2 separate regions of the Oryctolagus cuniculus genome follow, and region 2 is linked to region 1. Evidence: chromatin contacts called from public Hi-C data. All regions are on one chromosome and are shown on one strand. The core of a region is the stretch at or near the end of the contact, and the rest is flanking DNA. Distances in the headings are between cores, read along the strand shown.

Region 1 (3,512 bases), core at 198-2,697:
CAGGCTAGCATTGAGGAGGAAGAGCCCCTTTCCGTGAGATAAGCGATTCTTGACTAAACGGAAGCTGGAGTTCTAGCATATGGAAAAGATTCTAGTGTTAGCTCTCATTCTGTTTCCTGGGACGATGGAACGAATTAGTAGACACAACTGAAACATGGCTTCTCATTTTGTTTAAGGAGAAAGAAAAAAAAAAGTCACCACTGTATACTATCATTTTGAGTTAGTTACTCAACTTTGCTTTCCTTCAATTTCCTCATTCACAAAATGGAGATGGTGTAATGTTAGTAAATTTTTCAAAAAGGGATTTTTTTTGTTTACAAAAATGACCGACATATTTTAAACTACAGCAAAAAGAAAAGAAGTGTGCAGGAAAGCAATGGTATAGATTTTGAGCATAGATGCAGGAGCTGATTCACTATATTTCTAAGAACGTGTGATTTGCTGAGAGGGAAGGATATAAGGTTCTTGCCAAAACCATTAAGAAGAACGACTCCGAACACGCCTTAAAGCAGAACTTTCAGTAAACAGGAATTACCTATAAAGAAAATCAGGAAGCCAACGTGTTTCTTTTTATGAAGTGACATCCTGCCATAGAAAAGCTGGATAGGAAATAAAGGCTGATGCACTCCCAGCTGTATACGAACCCGCCTATTATTTCATCAAGGAAAATCCGAGCAGACGCCCAGACTCAGTGGAGGGAAAAACACAGGAGAAACCAACGACAACCCACGGCTACAATTAGACATGATTTGGGGAAAATGCACAAAGAAACCTCTGCTCTGTGATTTCGAGTTCCCGGGTCGTCGCCCACCCCTGCCCTCGTTTAAGCAGCACTGGCTCCAGACTTTCGCCAGAAATGCGAATATGTGTGTCCACGAAAACGGGGGACCCACGGCAGAACCCGAGTTTCGTCTCCTCTTCTTTCGCGTCCTCTGTTGCGCGTTTCCAGGGCTCTCCGGGGCTTCTCCAGTTCGATCCGAGGAAGGGCTGCAGTCACCAGCCTAACGCTCCTCCGTCTTACCCCCCGCCCTCAAAGGGCAAGGCTCTCCCGCCGCAGGCTCCCGTGGTCTCGGAGGAGTGGCAGGTGCCAATCTGTAGTAGCACCTGCATTCCTCTGCAAAGCAGAAGCCGCGATTCCCACGGACGCTCTCCCGCCCTGATCTTCCCCTAACTCACAGCTCCCCAGTCTCTAAAACACACCCGCACCTCCTCCCGCGCACCCTCCCGCGCCCCCACCCCGCACGCACGCCGGGATGCCGCTGCCACAGTAACGCTCAACCCTCTCCGCGGCCCCACCCAGGGCCGTCCCGCCCCCTCCGCACACACCAATGGTTGAGGCTCGCATCTCCCACGGGGCCCTCTGATAGGACGGCGAGCCTTGCCACTCTCGGGGCCGCCCCCGCCCCCTGCTCGCTCCCCTCTGGAGCCCGAGGGCCGGAGCATCAGCGGGAGTCGCTGCGAGCAGCCGCGGCGGCGGCGCGTCTTTGCAGTTGCGCCATCTGTCAGGAGCGGAGCCGGCGGGGAGGGGGCTGCCGCGGGAGAGGAGGAGGGGTCGCCGCGAGACCAAGGCCTCCGAGACCCGCCCGCCGGCCGGCCGCGGGAACAGGGGCGAGGCTGCGCTTGGAGCCGTGCGTCCTCAGCCGCCCGGGTGCGGCGCTTCTCCCTGCGCGCCCAGGACTCTCCGGGCGCACACAAAGCCGCCGCCCGCGCCGCACCGCCCGGCGGCCGCCGCCCGCGCCAGGGAGGGATCGGGCCGCCGGGCCGGGGACCCCCGCCCCCCGGCGCCGCCCCCTCGGCGCTCTCGAGGGCCCACCCGGCAGCTGCCTGAGCCGCCAAGGCCGCGCCCGACCACGGCGAGGAGAGGACCATGTGAATGGACTCCGGAGCCTGGCGCCGCGCAGGTAAGCGGCCGCAGATGCGGCGCGGGGGGCCGCGGGATGCTGCGGGGACCCCCGGCCGCCGGCGCCCCCGCACAGCCGCCTCCGCCGCGGTGCCCGGCTGCTGGGCCGTGGCCACCGCCGCCTCCGGAGCGCCCAGCGGGGCAGCCGCGCGCGGGCGCGCGTGCGGGGGGTCTTCCCGCGGCCGAGCGAGGCCACCTCTGCGGGGCGCGGCCCCGAGGCAGCGTGGGGATGGGGCCCTTTCCTTGCCCGCGAGCGGGTGCCGTGTGAAAATCGGAATTGACCTGGGGGCGAGGCTAGCCCAGACTCCGCCCCCGCCCTCCTTTCGGGCCCCCCGCGGGAACCGGGCTGTGTGTGTTGTTTAATGTCGGGGATGATGTAATCACTTAATAATTGATGCCCCGTGCTGCTTCCCTCCCCACCCACCTCGGCCCCACTCCACCTCGCGGTCCCCGCCCTCGGGGCCGTCGCCTTCCCCTCGCGTCCTCAACCCACTCCTGGCACCTCCCGCGCTCCGCCATCCTCCCCTTCGCTCTGCCAGTGCCACCGCCGCCCGCCTTCCCTGTCCCCTCGCCTCCTGGACTCCCGGCCCCCCGGCCCCCACCCCTGCTGCTCCCTGGACCTCCTTTCTCCTCCCCTCCCGGCTCCCTAGCTGCATTTCCTCCCGACTTCCCTGGATCGATGGCTGTTTTTGTTTGGTCCCCTCCCCTCTCTTATCTCTGCGGCCACAGGCCAGGCCGAGGGGACTGGGCCAGAAAAGAGGCCACCCAGCCAAGGCCCAGGAGAGGATTTGCTGGGACTCACTGAGGAGAGGGATAATAAAATCACCCTTCTGGCTCCTCCTTCCCCCAATAAATCACCCAGACCCGCCGTGTGTGAGTGTGTGTGTGTGTGTGTGTGTGTGTGGCACAAAGAGCCCTTTCAGTGCATAGAGGAGACACACAAAGTACCCAAGGATAGGCACGATGCTTCTGGTTTCTCTTCCCCGGGGCTTCCCTTTCTTGCTTATGAAGCAGTCCATCTTCTCTCAAGAGTCTTTCTATCCACATTTACCAAAAAATAAATAAATAAATAAAAGCCCTCCAGATGCCGGCTGGCAGGTGCGGGCACTTTGGTGTATTCACAGACTTGCAGTGTTGACTGGCAGCTGCAGGATTTCTTAGATGTAAGAGGACAGTTATTCCAGCCTTCTTGAAGTTGCTTTACTCTTAAGGTCCCCACCTCCGTGTGTGCCCCCCCCCCCTTTGTGGGGTAGATAACTAAAAGCTGGGGTGGAAGGAATTTGGTGTGGGCTCAGAAGAATCTTGTTTCTGAATCAATGAAATTGGTGTTGACAAGCTGACTCTCTTCTTCGCAAGTCTCAAGCCACTGTCCTAATCTTTTGAAATGAGATCTTGTCTGCCCAGAGATGTTGTTTCACCCTTTTATTTAAGCAAGTACCTGAGAACATCAAAACATTGAATTGGCGTTGAGGAGACTGGAGACTGTCTCTTGCCTGCTTCACAGTAACCTTCAGACACCCACATCCTTCCTCTCACCACCCAAGTTACTGCAGTACTTTCCACCCTTCGTGTCTTTCTCCCCGGTCCCTGCCCCCTGGGTACCATGCTTTCA
Region 2 (3,753 bases), core at 4-2,503, 170 kb after region 1:
ACTCGTGCACTTAGCGTATGTACTTACTGCCACTCTGATGTCCACTTAGAGGGGGTTGAGAGGAGCAATGCCATGATACATAGATCTGATCACAGTTTGGTTTTTAAGTATCCCATTTTGCTGGATTTTTATAAACTAAGCTCGCCTGAACAGCCAGCACCCAGGCCAAAAGGAACACTACCTGGCACCCAGGAGCTCTCTGTGTAAAAACAGCGAGCAGCCGCCACTTGTGAAGGTTCCCGCTGCTGCAGCCGCACGCTGAGCTACAAGTGTTCTCATTTATTCTTCACAACAGCTGTCGAGGGGATGTCACCATGCAACATCGGAGGAGCAGAGGGGCCCAGGTCAGGGACCTGCCCAACTCCCCAGAGTGCTCCCAGCTAGCCGGCGGCAGGGCCCAGGGTGGGCTGGGGACTGGGCATCCTGAGGACAGGGTCAGGTGCAGTCTGGGGCAGCCCAGGTCCCCGTGAGAGGGGGAGGAAGCACGGCAGTCTAGGGGAGGTTCGGGAGGAGGAGGCGGAGGGAGCCTGGCTTTGTTCTCCTGACTTCCCGCTCCTTGTTGTTAGTTTGAGTCTCAGATGAATTCCGTCTTGTCGGAATCTGTTAACTCACGAGTCTGAAATACGCCACTCCTCCCCTCCCCGTTTACACAGTATTCCCTAAATGCCAAGGTTGCTTTAGCGATGTGAACCCTCCTGCTGAATTCTGAGAGGTAGGAGTAGCAGGGAGGCCTCGCACACACGGCTCGCACGGCTCCCCCGGCTTCTCCACGCTGAACATGGACCTGCCTGGGAAGTCAGCCCCCGTCAAAGTCAAGTACATGACTTCCGCCCTTCGCGGGCCTGGCAAGGCTCTACAGTGTCATCAGATTGAACTTTTGCAGAAACATTTTCCCCTGCATCGCAGCCTCTGTCTTGTGATCTGCAGGCAGGGCTTTTGGTGCCCGCAGAAGCCTTTGAGTACCCGACACTGTCCTCCCAGAAGAGGACCCCACGGAGGTCTTTTTGCCTTCATGTTTTTCCTTTTGCCCGTGGAGTTCCTCACCCTGTGCGCCACCTACATGCCCTTGTTCAAGGTGATGGGAAAGAAAAACGAGGCTTGTGAAGGGAACCCAGCATCCTGAAGTCAAGGGGAATAACAGAGAAGGGAAAACGGTGATGGGGAAACAAAGCCGGCACACAGCAGCAGATGGCGGGGCTCCCCTCCCCCGCTCTCCCCCGCCTAGCCGCCCCACCTCCTAGTCTGTGTCCTCCCACGCCCTCCCCCGTCTAGAGGCAGAAACTGCAGGCCGCAGGGCCTGGCTTTTGTGTTTCACAGTGCAGCTGTGCCCACAGGCGGAGGCTGCAGGTGCAGCTGCCGTGAGGGCTCAGGGTCCCGTGTTAGGACGCGATTTCACTGGAGCCCGTTTTGCTAGTCTGTGAGAGCCTCCGTCCGATTCCCTGCTTTCACCACCGGGAAGCAGTGGCCCTGTAGAACACAATAGAGGTTTTTAAACAGAGAGCCGAGCTGTGACCCCTTCCGGGTTCTTTTCTGTTGTGATAAAGAAGTAGTCCTGGCTTAGCACCCCACGCAAACACTTGGTGAACATTGTACAGCTGTGCTCCATGGAAGTGAGATGAGACCAAGTTTAGAAAGAATCCAACATTCATGATGGAAAGGCTCCCCAGCCAAGCAGATTGAGGCTTACCCAGGTTGGCACATGCCCCTTCCTGGCTCCATCAGGGCCCTTGGGGCCCGTAAGCCTTGGGTTGGGGACTGGCTCTTGTGATCCATCTTCAAATCAAAGGCACAGGGAGAGCTGCTATATATTTCAAAACATAAGAGCCATCCTAGGGGCCGGCACTGTGGCTCACTTGGCTAATCCTCCGCCTGCGGCACCGGCATCCCATGTGGGCACCAGTTCTAGTCCCGGCAGCTCCTCTTCCAGTCGAGCTCTCTGCTGTGGCCCAGGAAGGCAGTGGAGGATGGCCCAAGGACTTGGGCCCTGCACCCATGTGGGAGAGCAGGAAGAAGCACCTGGCTCCTGGCTTCGGATTAGCATAGCTCCGACTGTAGCGGCCATTTGGGGGGTGAATCAATGGAAGGAAGACCTTTCTCTCTCTCTCCGTCACTAACTCTATCTGTCAAATAATAATAATAATAATAATAATAATAAAAAGAGCCATTCTAAACCAGCAACTTTAGATCAGATGTTTGAGTCACATTGAGATAACAAAGAATGTCTTGCAGGGCGGGGAGGGGAGGGAGCGAGAGTGTGGACGCCAAAACATGGACAGAGGGGAGGAGTCGGTTCTAGTTCTTTAGCACCGCAGAGCAACACACCAGCCCCTAACATCCCCAGTGAAGAGCTAGAAGACAGGCACTCCAAGGCTCCGAACATGAAGACATGATGAGATGGAAGTGCTAATTACCCCGATTGCTCGGCACAGACTGTATACACGTGTTACAGTGGCCCACTGTGCTCCATAAATATGTTCAATGAGTACGCCTCAGTTAAAAGAAAAATTAAGAAATCTTACCAAACGGCCGGCACCGCGGCTCAATAGGCTAATCCTCCGCCTTGCGGCGCCGGCACCCTAGGTTCTAGTCCCGGTCGGGGCGCCGGATTCTGTCCCGGTTGCCCCTCTTCCAGGCCAGTTCTCTGCTGTGGCCTGGGAGTGCAGTGGAGGATGGCCCAAGTGCCTGGGCCCTGCACCCCATGGGAGACCAGGAGAAGCACCTGGCTCCTGGCTTCGGATCAGCATGGTGCGCCAGCCACAGCGCGCCAGCCGCAGTGGCCATTGGAGGGTGAACCAACGGTAAAGGAAGACCTTTCTCTCTGTCTCTCTCTCTCACTGTCCACTCTGCCTGTCCAAAAAAAAAAAGAAAAGAAAAGAAAAAGAAATCTTACCACGTGAGAATTGATGGAAAGACTGGAATGGGGAGATCAGTTTGAGGAGGCACGGGTTTAATAATGCTTACAATTACTCCCAACAGCTCCAGAACCGAGGCAGCATAGCAGAGCTGCTGTCTCGCCCGGGCAGCCTGAGTGCCCTGTGGAGGGTGGTGTTCATCCACAGGTGACTCAGAACTTCTGGTCTGGGGCTCCATGGATTCCACAGACACTTGTCCCCCAGTGCCAGCCTCACTGCATAGTGTACTGTGTAGTCCACTTGGTGTTGGTCACCTTAGAAGGTGACCTAGGGTTCCCAGAAAAAAAGGAGGAACCAAAGGTTTGTGTCTTTCCCATGAGTAACTGAAAACCCTTGTGCGATGAATGGGTTCCTGTAGGAAAAGCATGAATTCTTGTCACATGACTTTAGGACAAGCTGCTAGTTGCATTCTAACCTGGGCTGCTCTGTTTGGGGGCCTATTCCCAAACGAGATAGATGGTGCTGAGTTTGGACTCAAAATGACTTCCTTAATGCCAGGGCATCTACACGAGCCGGTGTTTTTCCCAGTAGCAAAATACGTCCCACCCTGGTGTCCCACCCCCGCTCCTTAAAACTGATGCTGGTCTTTATCATGATTTAACTCAATTACTACTAACTCAGCAGACGTGTCTGGCATTGAAAAATAAGCATCTGCTACAAACACTGAATTTTTTCCTCTCCATTTTGGGGCATTTCCAGGTTGGGAGGTGGGAGTAGGGGAGAGAGATAAAGGGTATTGTTTCTTGTTGGTTTTTTTTTTTTTTTTAATATGATGAAATGTCTCCATCTAGTGGAGCAAGAAAGATTGTCACCATATTAAAGGGAAGATTGCATCTCCAAA

What was found. A called contact is a pair of places that touch in the nucleus more often than the background predicts.
Region 2: a Hi-C map of an unstated tissue shows a contact between it and region 1, with 4 times the contacts expected there. The contact joins the enhancer-like site here to the promoter of FYN in region 1. A contact is called at or near these places in 2 of 6 Hi-C or Micro-C datasets (ear pinna and an unstated tissue).

The regions. Positions count from the first base shown.
Region 1 is chr5:59,710,833-59,714,344 of mOryCun1.1, forward strand. FYN (FYN proto-oncogene, Src family tyrosine kinase) reads left to right here and starts at 1,448. Exons shown (of 14, transcript XM_008263382.4): 1 at 1,448-1,901.
Region 2 is chr5:59,882,293-59,886,045 of mOryCun1.1, forward strand. The region is part of intron 5 of FYN (FYN proto-oncogene, Src family tyrosine kinase); the gene reads left to right. Among named protein-coding and RNA genes, the nearest start is that of TRAF3IP2, 100 kb to the right of the region's middle. Within about 2 kb of position 1,254, at least 2 of the 8 cell types and tissues checked have an H3K27ac peak or open chromatin away from gene starts, as enhancers often do.